Regions from separate parts of the Mus musculus genome. Here region 2 is linked to region 1. The links are chromatin contacts, called in public Hi-C maps. All regions are on one chromosome and are shown on one strand. The core of a region is the stretch at or near the end of the contact, and the rest is flanking DNA. Distances in the headings are between cores, read along the strand shown.

The links. A called contact is a pair of places that touch in the nucleus more often than the background predicts.
Region 2: a Hi-C map of cortical neurons shows a contact between it and region 1, with 3 times the contacts expected there. The contact joins the enhancer-like site here to the promoter of Cilk1 in region 1. A contact is called at or near these places in 4 of 39 promoter capture datasets (embryonic stem cells, liver and macrophages), 48 of 484 Hi-C or Micro-C datasets (3T3-L1-derived adipocytes, the AML12 cell line, the CH12 cell line and 34 more), 20 of 115 datasets of contacts at active chromatin or transcription factors (the HPC-7 cell line, the SCID.adh cell line, bone marrow-derived dendritic cells and 14 more) and 5 of 9 other capture datasets (adipose tissue, embryonic stem cells, liver and 2 more).

What each region holds. Positions count from the first base shown.
Region 1 is chr9:78,110,168-78,116,980 of GRCm38.p6, reverse strand. It overlaps Cilk1 (ciliogenesis associated kinase 1), which reads right to left and starts at 3,743. Exons shown (of 14, transcript NM_019987.2): 1 at 3,526-3,743.
Region 2 is chr9:78,142,209-78,149,021 of GRCm38.p6, reverse strand. All of the region lies in intron 5 of Cilk1 (ciliogenesis associated kinase 1), which reads right to left. Among named protein-coding and RNA genes, the nearest start is that of Rn7sk, 30 kb to the left of the region's middle. Within about 2 kb of position 2,786, at least 49 of the 459 cell types and tissues checked have an H3K27ac peak or open chromatin away from gene starts, as enhancers often do. A contact at or near this core is called in the N1E-115 cell line, cerebral cortex, cortical glia and 8 more, where this site is marked.

The DNA.
Region 1 (6,813 bases), core at 2,494-4,993:
TGACTCCTCTCCATGATGGAAAGTCAACTGCCCTAAGTTGCTTTTGGTCACTGTGTTCTATCTCAGCAACAGAGATGAAACTACAATGGTCACTATACCCAGAATTCTATCCAGAAACCAACAGCAGGTAAGTAGCCGTGCATAGATGCACGCAGTCAAAGCCAGGAGTGATGGTTCACACTTTCAATCCCAACACTTGGGAGGCTGAGGCAGGAAGATCACCATAAATCTATAGCTAGCCTGGGCTTCAGGGCAAGCCTCTCTGTCTTGGTTAGGGTTTCATTGCTGTGAAGAGATACCATGACCACAGCAACTCTTAGAAAGGAAACATTTAACTGGGGCTTGCTTACAGTTCAGAGGTTTAGACTATTATCATCATGGTGGGAAGCATGGTGGCACGCAGGAAGACATGGTGCTGGAGAGGTAACTCAGAGTTCTACAGCAGAAAGAGTAATATTGGCCTGGCTTGTGCTTCTGAAACCTCAGAGCCTGTTCCTAGTTGACACACTTCCTCCATCAAGGCCACAATCCTCCAATAAGACCACACCTCCTAATAGTGTCACTCCCTATGAGCCCAAGGGGTTCATTTTCATTCAAACTACCAGTCTCAAAAACCAAAACAAATAAATATAAATAGATAAAAACATACAGTCATGTATCTTTCATAAGCATATGACTACATTGGGTAGATCTATCTTTAACTTGACAAGGTTCCACAAAATGAAGTAGGAGAGGTTGCTGATTTTTTTTTTTTTTTTTTTTTTTTAAAGGCAGAAATGTTCCTGGCAAGGTCTGAAGGAAAAATAGTAACAGATCCTAGTAGCAGAGCAGCAGCCAGGAATACTGTGAGCTCCAGCACTGACGCTAAGGGCAAGAATCACTGTCTGGTGAGCCCGGTCCTCCTCTAGGCTCAAGTATAAGTTCTCTACTACAAACCTACCAACTGTGTGCCTCTTGCTTAGGACTCTGCCAGTAGCTGCAGAGGGAGAAGCACGCCATGGTCGGCCATTACTGAGTAGGCCCCGTGGACCATCTTTACGCAACTACTGGCCTGTTAGAATCTGACACAGCCATGTGACTAAAGAGTAACGCCAAGCCCAACCACAATTCTGCCTGACTCTGAAACCAGAAAGATGGATTGCCATCCATAAAATACGGTTCCTGGCCTCAAGAGACTTAAGATAACGTAAGCCAATGAGAGAACAGTGTAAGGGCAGGCTGGTGAACAAATATTTCAAGACTTTTAGGGACAAGGAGAGAAATGAGTAGCGACAACGACAGAAAGACTCACGGGACTTGGGAATTGATAACGTATCGGCTGTGCAAGCATAAAGACCCGAGTTAAATCCCCGGCACCCACATGCAAGCCAAGGCAAGACACAGCCTCACTTCTAACCTAACGGAGCCAGTGAGACATGGCTCCCAAATGTAAGACAGTGACCAAGGAAGAAAACCAGTGTCGACCTCTGGCCGCACACATGCAAGCGCATACACCTGCATACCCACATGAATGTGTTTACAAACACACAAGAGGATTTCCTCCCCCAGAGATGGGTACTGTTAGCACAGGGGAGTATGGAGGATAAAGCGAGGCTCTAAAGAGAGTAAGATGATCTCCGTTTGGGGGAAGGAGTCGCCCCCACAGTAGGACACTGAGTGCAGAGAATTTAGAAGGCTGAGGTTCATTATGAATGGACTTGAAAACTCAGGTGGATTAGTGAAGAACTGACACAATGGATAAACTAAAGGTCGCATGGCCAGGAGATATAACAAAAAGTGACCATGTGAAAGACTTAGCCGGGAAGCAGAGGAAGAGGACAGAGAGGGCAAACACTCGAGAGGGCTCACTAACAGGCCTGGGGGGCCGGCGACAAGGTGGCTCCACAATGTTTCAGGCTGCAGGAAGGGAAGGGCAAGATCTAGATTAGATGCAGAAGGAAGAGACTATATGAAACACACTTCAAAGGTCTTGGTGACTCACTGATGGAGGGAAAATGGCTGAAGAGAATTCAAATGCTTGAAAATTGAAACAACCCCCTGATTTGTCAGGAACCTTAGAAAGCTGTGAGGGAAAAACCAGAACAGAACAGGGAGTCTGTGAGAAGGGCTCTGAGAGAGTGAGTGGACACTCAGTCAGTGAGGCTCCACTTTCCTGACTCCTTATCCTGTCAGCAATTGCGCATGGCACAGAGGGAGGACATTTCGGTAGGAGAAAAGATTCTTTGTGACTAGTATATGTGCTCAGTTCCTTTGGCAAGGACGCCTACTCAGGCAGGCTTCTTGGACCCCACAGCACGCGCCTCCATTATGGGAAACTGGTTGGTCTCATTAAGAATTGAAGCTGCCCTCTTCCCACTCAGTTACCAGTGTGACTGAAAAAAGGGACAAGGCAAAGTGGAAAGGAAAGAGCAGAAAAGTGTGTGTGTGTGTGTGTGTGTGTGTGTGTGTGTGTGTGTGTGGACACTGGAAGGCTGCACCCCAGAGGCAGGGGGTCCATGGGATGTCATCCTAAGTTAAACACTCCCAGCACTGTCCTTGGTTCTACTCTGACTTACAGTGTTCTCCAAGTCCAGGCTCGTAGAGGGCCTTAAAGAATCTACCAAATTGTTCAGAAACTATTTCAGATGTGCGTATTTATGCATACATTAGCTACTGTAACAGTTACGCACAGAGTCAAGGCACAGGTCTTGCAAATAATTTATATGTCAACTACACTGATTTAAAGCTCTTTAAGAATTTCATATGCAGCTCCATTCATTATTGAGACACACCTGGAAGCCCCGACTCACCAGGAAATGGGTGAAATGAAAACTGTTAACTATCAAACTCCTCTCAATACAAAGAGTGCTGGGCTCAAAATTATAAAACAAACAAACAAACAGTCTTGCTAGCTCAGATATCAGTCAGGTGGGCAAAATCCAGGGTGGAATCTCCCTCAGACTTAGTAAAAGCCATTCCTTAGTAATAAATGGAAATGAATACATTCCTCTGCAGAAAGATGCATTAATTTTACCTCCTGTACAAGCCATGCATGCTAGTATCAAACTTTTAAAAGGTTAACAATAAAAAATAAACGTTGTTCTCTGAAAAAAAAAAAATCTTTCAACATCCTCCTCCAAACATCTGGTTTGAGTGGAAAGAAAGAAGCCGGAGTAAAAGATAATCTTGAGTAAAATGGTTGCGAGCAAGTGTGCTGCTCAGACCCGGGTGGGACGGACAAGGGCCTAGTTAGGCAAATGATAATCCCAAGTCCTCAGCACCCATCCACCCACAAACCCACCCGCAAGAGGTTTCAAGTCGGCCAGGGTGCTCCGCTCCTTCAGACTGAAAGATAAACACACCCATCAAAAGCCCCGGGCTCGGGAGTTTTCTCGGCAAAGGAGACCCGCAAGACCGTGGCGGGTCCACTGAGAAGCCACAGCCCCTCATTCCCGGCCATGAGTTCGCTCGGGTCAGCCGGTACCGCCCAGCACCCAGCGACAGGTCGCAGTGCAGCCCTCCAGCCCTAGCCCCAGCCCCACTTACTGGCGGCGATCGCGGCCCGGCGGCGCGTGCACCCGAGAGGGCCCGGCAGGCAAGGGCAGTGGGATCCGAGCGGGCGAACCCGGCAAGTCCACACCCGTCAGCGCGTGGCATCCAGCAGGAACCCGCCGCTCCGCGGCCTCCGGCAGCAAAACAAACAAAAGGCAGAGTGGCTTCTAGTGGGGACGACCAGCCGCTTTCCCTGGAAAAGCTGCCCTGCAGCTCCCCTCGCTGGCCCCGCGCGGCCCTGCACCACCGCCATCTCCCGGATGCTCGGCAGAGGGCAGCGTTGAGCTTCTGGGCTGCGGCGAACCCACCCGGGGGAGCCGCAGACTTGCCACTGACAGGCTGATTGACCCCAAAATACTCAAATAAGGGAAGCCCCCGCTTAAAAAAAAAAGTTTCCTGCCTGAATGTAAATCAATGCGACTAAACTGCACAGTCACAATGTTTTAAAACAACACATTTTGGCGTCTGTATTTAACCACAGTAGAAAAAATGATTTCAGCATTATTGCAACGTAAGTTTGAAAGACTGAATGGATAGCTTCCGAAGTGAGAAACCAAGGAGATGCAACACTCCTTTCTATGCAGTGGTAGGAAATCTAACACTGTTTGCAGAGGTTCTCAACCTGTGGTTAACCCTTTTGGGGATTCAAAGGTGGCCTAAGACCATCAGAAGACACAGATATTTACATTATGATTCATAACAGTAGCAAAATTACAGTTATGAAGTAGCAACAAAAATAATTTTAAAGTTGGTGATTACCACAACATGAGGAACTGTATTAGGAAGGCAGAGAACCACTAGAACAAACTCACAACATAAATTATATTGTAAAGCCTGAGTGGTGGTGTACACCTTTAATCACAGCACTTAGGAGGCAGATGCAGTGAATCTATGTGAGTTCTGGGACAGCCTGGTCTACATAGTGAATTCAAGGACAGCTAGGACTATGTAATGAGACCAAGTCTCAAACCTCTCTAAAATAAGTCATACCTACATACATATATACTATTGTGGGACCCACCTTAAATCATCTTAAAGGATAGCTTTGAAGCATTTTGAAAAAAAAAAAAAACAAATTACCACCCGGCTCTGGACTCTATCGTTCCACAGGGTGGTAACCCAAAAGGCTAGTAAAAACAAATTGCTAGGCCCCACACCAGAAGTTCTTGGGGCAGATGCTGCTGGTCTGGAGACCCACATCTTTCTAAATAACACTATTTTGACCAATAAATCAGTAACTCTTTTGAATTTAACTCTTTTTGAATTTAACTCTTCCCAGCCATGCTTGATGGAGTTACACATCCGCAGCCCCTGCGTGTGACAGTGGAAGCAGAAGCGCCAACATGAGCTACAGGAGAGCTGGTCTAACAAATAAGACCGAGTGCCCCCCCACACACACTTGTCATGTCGTTTTCCTTTCATTATTTGCCTCTGAATCCTGAGGACTGCAGGCAGTTTTTCTCAGCCCCTGAATCTAGCAAAGCTCAGATCACTCCTTTTGCTCCACTGTTGAAGAAACCTACGAGACAGTCAAGTTCCCCAGGGCTTCTGTTAACCTTACCTGTCTCCTTGTTTACCTATGTGATAGCTAGCCCATAGGACAAATGGAAATCACAAGTCCTCCTTAGTGAACACAAGACAAGGAGCCTAATAAGTCATATAGTGCTCATAAAGGGGAGCTTTAAAAGTAACTAAAATGATTACATTTTCAAACTTAACAGTTCAAGCCAGTCTGCCTTGCAAAGAGAGGAACTGCCTTTGTCTACCTTTGGCAGAGGTCCACTGGGTTACTAAGCAGTTTATATTAGAAGTCCTGGCCCTTGGGAAATTATGACCCAGTAAATACATGTTGAGATAATAAAAACCAGTGATGACGGCTATTGGTTATGACTGAGTACAAATAAGCGGTAGTGAACTGTAGCTGTGTTTTAATAAAACAGGCTTGTTGCTGTGAAGCAAACAGGGTTTCAATTAGGTAGGTACTGAATTTATCTTCACAAATATTTATCTTGTTAAATTTTACTACTTCATCAACTCGTTTGGATAAGAGAAAACGTGTTAATTGGCCAGCCCGCCTTAAACATTCAATCCTCACTCTTCATCTGAAAACTGACGTTTAGGGCTCATTGTTGTTTTATGTGCACTGTTGGTTTAGTATGTCTGTGTGAGGTCATCAGACCCCCTGGAAGTGGAGTCACAGACCATGTGGGTGCTGGGAATTGAACCCAGGTCCTCTGGAAGAGCAGTCAGTGCTCTTAACCACTGAGCCATCTCTCCAAGCCCCAATCTGGGGAATTCAAATCACGTCTGTTATTAGTCTTTTTTAAATTTTTTCCATTTAAAACCTAATTTTAAAGGGATCATTGGGAGAAGTGTTTTTCTTGAAAGACCTGAAATCTAGAGTCTCCTTTAAAAAACAAAGAAAACTACTGACATATTGGCATCCGTCGAATACCTACATCATAGGTAGTTAGTAGTGTACAAATGAAACCATCCATAGAGAAGGGCTGTTCTGAAATATAGGATTTGGGCAACATGTGCCTAAGGATGCAAGAGGCATATAAGCTATAGGGAGAATCAGCTGCTTTCTGATTGGCTCCGAGACCTGCTCCAACCTTGTCAAAAGTCCATGGCCCTATGGAGGAAAGAGGAGGTTACAGGCCCCACGTAGGGAGCCCTTGACTGTTGTTTTGCTAAATGCACATGTTGTTAAACTGCTTTCTGTCTTTTTATATGCAGAGATTAATGCTGTTTCCAACCTTCCTCGTGTGCTAGTTGGCCAGCCCACCTTAAACATTCAACCCTTTCAATGAAATTGACTAGTTCTAACACTGTGGAAACTTCATGTGAAAGCTGATGTTTAGCTGATGTTGTTTTGTGAGAGACGGTCTGGCTGGGTCTGGCTGTCAAGAGCACTTGCTGCTCTTGCAAGGGGCTCCAGTTTAGGTTTCCAGAATCCATGTGAAATGGCTCACAATCACCTCTAAGTCCAGTTGCAGGTGACCTGATACCTTCTGGCCTGTTTAGGAACCTTCACACTCATGGTGGCACATAAACTTACACAAGCGTACACACACAGAAGTAACAGTAAGCAAGTCTTTTAAAGAAAGGAATTAAAAGGCAGTTAAGAAATCTCGGGGAAGTCCCCGAAGAGCCACCATACGATTCCGAGGAAATAGAAGCCTCCTTCCAGGGTTCTTAGTCTCATTAATAAAATAATTTAAATTTGGACACAGACAGCACCTCAAGAACTAGGAAAACTAGGACTGGCGAGTTGTAAAA
Region 2 (6,813 bases), core at 1,537-4,036, 33 kb before region 1:
ACCTGACTAGCATGCATGCTGCCCTAGGGTCAATCAACCACACTGCAAAACATGACTCCCAACACCCATCCCATCTGCTCCACTCAGCTGAAGTTCTTTACTCCCATTAAGTTCACTGTATGGATCCCCATTGATAATGTACCCTGTTCCTTTTCATCTGTATCGATCCCAATCTTGACCATTCTCCAAGGCTGAGTTGCATTTTGTCTAAGGAACCATCACACACGGTGCCATTCCTTATTCTTCCCCTCTGCCAAGAAATGATTCAGAAGCTTTGCCAAGAGCGGGCTGGGCTCTGGGGATTCTGATCAACCCACATGGCTATGGTTCTTGGTCTTTGCCTTCACAGGAAGAGCAGGCCCTTCGTGTGGAGACTTCTATCATGTACACATATGGTCAGTGTTTTCACTGTGCAGATGGAAGCACTTTAACAGTTAAGGCCTTTTACATTTCTGAATGTCTTGCATGCAAAAAAGAGCCAGGGAGTCTCATAGCATGTGATTGCTGATTGAACTGAGGGAACTACATGGGCGTGTAGGAAGGAAGGACCTTCACACTGATGAATCTACATGGACGAAGAGAGTAGGCCAGAGCTGTGGGGAGGATGGAAGGGAGGACGTCCTAAAGACAGAAACTGAGAACTGCTTGACAGGTGCACAGGCTCAGAAGCAGGGTGGTGACAGTTGGATATGCATATCACAGCAGGTGATGATGCGGTTCGATGAGGTTCATGGCTGGGTATGCACACCACAACAGGCACTCCTGTAATACCTCAGAAAGCAAGAGCCAAGGCTACTTTTGTCTGTGCTCTAGCAGAAAGTGACTGTGATGTGAAAAGGCACTACATGGCGATGCATGATGGGAAGTAGCAATGTTTTAAGAGAAGGACACTCCTCTGTGTTCACCATCCTGGAGACACCTGGGCTTAGCAGCTGGTCAGATTCTAAACGCAGAGTTGTATAGCATAATGATGGGACTGCAGACCCAGTGGGTGGCTTAGCTGGACCAAGTGGATACATCAGAGCCTAGAACCTCATGCCTACATGAGGATGAAGGCACAGAAATGATCACAGACATTCACGGGAGACACACGTAAGAGGAGGAAGTACTTCCTTCAGAACACAGGGCCGCCTGCTTTGCACAGCCCAAGGAACTGAGATCAGTCAGGTGTGGTGTGGGTGAGACAAAACATAGTCACAGTAAAGTTGGCCTCTTTACAGCATGTGTATATTTGTAGCTACGAGTCCATGCATGTGTACGCATGCACTAGGAAAACATATTATAGTTCAGTGCTTCATCTTTATTCTGCCACTGTCCTGACAGAGACCTAGTGGCCTCCCATAGACAGATTTCTTCAAGAATCCTAACCAGGTTTGTAGTTAACCAAATATAAATAATTATAAGAACCAAACTTGAGGCTGTCAGAGTAAGAAACTCAAGAGTGACTCAGTATTAGTCAAGAATGGCCTTTCCTATAAAAGAAAAAAATCTGATATGGACAAATCCAGATGGTTATTATGAGCCCAATAAAAATATATTATCTACCCACCAGATGAGTGATGCCTGTTTTAAATCTTGGTATAACTGAGTCACCGTGTTTGGGACCTTCGCTCTTGTGAACACCTGCCAATTCCCAGAAGGCCTGACTATATTATGTTCCCATCTTGGAAACAAATGACGAATTATGCAAGTATTAGAGCTGTCTTTTGTCAAAGTACCGAGGATGGTTTCCAGGACTCTCCAGTGAAAAGAAGAAACAGCAGGCATTGTTTGCTTACCAACAGATGGGGAAACTGAGTTATGGGCAGGGGCAACAAGTCACTCACAATCCCACCAAGAACACCCTGTCAGAGGCTGAGAGTGCCAAGCACGACTTGACTCTCCCTCTTGGCTCAGACACCTACACCTTGATTTGTGCTTTGACTCTCAAGTCCACATCAATGCTGATTCTCCTGGTAAGCATCCCCTCCCTCCTCGAATTGGGGTAATTATTATTTAGAAACTTATATGGCATTTCTCTTATAGTGACTCATCTGTCTTTGAACAGCCCCCCCAACACCCCCCCCCAACTCCCTCTGGCACCATCTATTACGCCCACATCAACAACTCTCATCTTCTGCAGCTCAGTCCATCCTACCACACTGGCTGGTACTCATGCAAGCATCGCTTGTGAGTCCACTGTGAGCCACGCTCTTCTAAGTCCCGAGCACCCCTCCCCCAACAGTCAGGCTGTACTCTCTCGCTCTTGATCCTAGTCCCACAGAGAGCATCCATGTTCATCAAAGGGGGAATGAAGAGTCAGGCTTCTCACTTATTCCTCTAATTCGCTTCTTTTTTTCATACTTCATCTGTTTTAGTGAAACATGACTATTTAAAAAGACAACTCAGCTTAGGATGTGAATGTGTAGACTAGCAAGGATGCCTGTGGCCATTTAACCCTTTAGTGCCTGAGGAGTTTCCTCATTAGTAAAATAGAGACTAGCATCTACTTCACAGGTTTGCTTTGTGGGATAAAACACATTCTATCTATAAAGCTTTTAAAGGGCAATGCCGGCACATCAGTGCCTTTCGAGAGCTGGTCATTTTGAGGATAACTACTAGACAGTTCTCTCTGGCAACCTCCCACAAACTGCCAACGTGGGCTTGCATAGATGGTGTCCTTTTTTCAGATAAGAATCAAGGCTTGTGAGGCCAGTGACAAGTGTCAGCTGTGGGGAGCTGGCAGTGAGCTCTGCCTGGGTCTGTGCTCTGCTGACGTGTACAGTGTGGCCCATAACAATGACCCCCTTCTTCCTTCTGGCTCCTGACCTGACAATGGAAATCCTTCTAGCTGTGCCATTTAGGGATCACACAACAGCAGAGCACTGTCACAGCAAAAACCCCCCAGTTCTAAATGGCTTCCAGAACACAGAAACAGAGCCCTAATTTGAGTTCAGGGCATTGCCTGACTGCTGAATAACACAAGGGCTTCCCTTTTCATTCTGATAGAAGATTTTTATAAATAACTTCAAGGAAGAAAGGAAAATACAGCCTCAAGGAAGGCTTTCCCAGGTCCATATTCTGTTACTGGTGACTAATTAAATAAGGAGAGATGACATAAGTGTATTTAAACATTATGAATTTATGTGGCACATCTTCCTGCTGTAAAAGTAATTTCAGATAATTCTCAGTTTCTTTCCCTTCCTTCCTCCCCAATTTCCTTCCTTCCCTGAATCTAAAACTACAGTGTTTATATCAAGAAAAGAAAGTAGGCCATGGGAAGGGCAGCACAGGCACACAAAGGGTCACCTCAAGGTCACACATTTAAGGCAGTGGTGAGGCTCAAAGATACAGCATCATCTCCAGGGCAAAACACTGCCCCAAATCATTTCCATTACCTGATGTGGATATATAGCCCCCCTCCCTCCAGCTGTATAGGTAGGTCAGCAGGAAGCATACGATTTGGATTATATTCCTGCAAGGGACATGTGCTTTGACATTGTTCAGTCAGTACCGAGCAGAGCCATGTGTTTATTCCCCATGGGGGGGGGGGGCGTGTAATATAGTCAGTGACAGGAGACATGGCCATAGCAACCACCCGCTGTGCTGTTCTTCCCTCTCAGAGGACAGTACTCCCCAGGGCGAGCTGCACCTTCTCACTGTGAGAACGAGCTACGGGGGAAGGGCTGAAACTAGACAGTGCCATGAAGTTACTCTTTTATCAGATAGCTTCACTACCACAGGAAAGGTTGACTATTAGGCGCATGTGCACTTAACCGAAGTCAAGTCACCACCACACCAACCCTGTAAGTTAAAAAAACAAAATCAAAACATCACATTTATTTATTAGTTGTGTGTGTGTGTGTGTGCAAGTGTTACCGAGGCATGTGTGTGGAGGGCAGAGGACAACTGGCAGGAACTGTTCATTCTTGCAACTGAGAATGAACTCAGTCTCACAGGTTCAGTAATAAGTACTCCTACCCACAAACCACCTCTCTTTTCTTGTTCCCTATACTCCATTTCTTAAAAGGTTGTTTATCATCATCATCATCATCATCATCAACAACAACAACAACAACAACAGCAGCAAGAAGGGGCTAGGACTTGAGCTTCCTCTGCATTACTGCAGTGCGCTCTCTGCAGAGCTGTGAGCCTCTCAAAGCTCTGGTCTCCTCTTCTTTGAGAGGCATGGCTACTTTCTGTTCTCCCTATCTGTGACGTTGGCAAGGAATGAAAAGAGTAACAGATGGAGTTGACTCCAACCAGAACCACGCATATCGCTGTTGGGAAAAATGTCAACAACGTCCACCTCTGGTGATGGCCAGGATGGTGAGGTTTTGAAAGCACAGGCCTGACCCTCCACTGCTGAACCTTCCTTCACATTGCACACATTCCCAGTGCCTAAGGCTTGAGAGGGAATGGCAGTGCAGAATTCCCAGGGGCTGCTGAGGAGTGCTAAACTGTTAGCTGAAGATATTTGTGCCTGCATACATACCCATGCCCCTGTTTACGTGTGAGGGACAAGAGGGCCTATACAAGTGATAAGCATGTGGGCATGTGTACATATAGAGATAGCTACATGTGGATGGACATGTATGGAAGTGTGTAGGTGGTCTGTGTCTATGAGTACATAAGTGCGTCATTAGGTAGAGTCTCAGGAGAAAGGCTGCGAGTTCTTCCTAGCAATAGATATCTGAGTCTCATGCAAAGGAGTGAAAAGGAACTCTCTGTCTCAGCTTCTGGGGTTAAAGAACAACTTACCCTAACACCTTGTGACTGCTTCCTACTTGACAATAAGCTGGTAGAGAAAGAACTCCTTTGGTTCCCTTTTCTCCTTTGAGCTCATGTGCCCTCTCCTAGGTGTCCCTAAAATCCTGTGTTTGACTATTACACATCACCCACTGTGAACTCCTGTGAATAAAGGCTAAGGAGCCGGTCAGTGCTCCGAAGTCAGTGGGATGGAAGCTCACCTGTACTGCAGTGGTTCGCCCAGCTGGATGAACAAGTCAGCTCAGCCCTGTGTATCACTCACTGATTACAGTCTGTGCTGGATGACCACGAGGGATAGCCTGTCCCTGTGCTTCATCTACTCTGTAACTGAGAAGAGTTACTTAGAAGTAAAGAGCTGGTCCTGGCCCTGGATATACTGTGTCACCTTGTACAACACAACATTTTTCTACCCACTGAAAATTTACAACAAATCTGGTAACTGCCAAAAGGTTTCAACCCAGACTCCTCAATGAGAAATGAATCCTTTTTTTTTTTAGTGAAATGTTTACAGTGACAACATACAGAGACTGATACAAAATCAGCCACTGTCTGCATACTAAATGACCTCGAATGACCTTCTCAGAGGACTCTGGCTTTCCCTCACAAATGTCCGGGTTTGGCTACATAGTCATGGGAAAGTTACCAATCTGAGTCTCCTCTGCAGTGGCTGAAACCAGCAACCTTCCAGAGAGCTGATGAAGATGCCTGCTCATGGTCACTGCTGTGCAACCTTTACAAACTCAGGTAAGAGGAAAAACACAAGGGGAGGGTTTCCTGAAGGGCACATAGCTAAGCTTCCCTTTGGACATGCTAAAGCTCTCAGCGGACTACCCACGCCATCCCTGAGGCGAGTCACAGCAGAATTGCCTTCTCTGATCAGGTGATGGGACTGGCCTACCTAATAAAGGATATCACAGAAAAGCAGCCTACACAGCCCGATGCTGTGTTTACTATAAGATCATGTGACACACTGCCCCCTCCAAGGGGCCCATGAGAAAGTGTCTTCCTGGTCATGGTATCCAGATAGTTTTATGCCCGGTAAGATGGCTCAGCAGGTGAAAATCTTGCTTCTAAACCTGATGACCTGAGTTCAAATCCCACGGAAGGATGGAAGGAAGAGGACTCATTGCACAACCCCTGAAAGTCGTCCTCTGACTAATGCAGCCAAACTGTGACATACACAGACACAGACACATACATACATACATACACACGCTAGATAAATAAATGTAAAATGAACAAATTAACTTAAAAATAATAGTTCTTCTTTTGATAACTAGTATAGTTTTTGTTTGTTTGTTTTTGTTTTTTTGAGACAGGGTTTTTCTCTCTCTGTGTAACCACTCTACCCTGGCTGTCCTGGAACTCATTCTGTACACCAGGCTGGCCTCGAATTTACAGATATCCACCTGCCTTCCAAGTGCTGGGATTAAAGTTGTGCACTACTATGCTCATCTAACTAATCTATTTTTATGTCAAGGAAACTCGATCATGTTTAATATTTTCCTTTGTACCACAAGCTCAGAACCAAATTTATTGCCTGTTTCTTCTACTGAAATAAAATTTACTGGCATGTTGGACATGTCCTCCAAATATTAGGCTATTGGAAATGCTGTTTACCCCTTATCCCCAACACACACAACCAGAGTGTAAGACCCTGTTGCTGAAGACACCATTTATTTATGCCATCAAATATGGAAAAAAAATCAAGCTGGCTGGTGCCCAACTAGAAGCTTTATCCCTACAAACTCTGCAACCTACAACAGTGACCTGCCTTCAAAATATACTGGTGTCGTAGTGGCACACACGTTATGAGAGTAACCAACCACTTAGAAAAAACAAAAACCTGGATTTAAGGCCCACTCCATGACATGGAATCCATACTTGACACCAGTAGTGAGGTCAAGAGACTAGGACACGTGGCCCTAGGGAAGAAGCTGCTAACCCAGCAACAAAACAACTTGTTAGAGCATATTGCTACATTTTCATACGTCAGTGCCCAGCTCACCCCTCATCAGAAATGCTTCTTGCAATAGATAACACAGAGACCCACAACTGAACCCT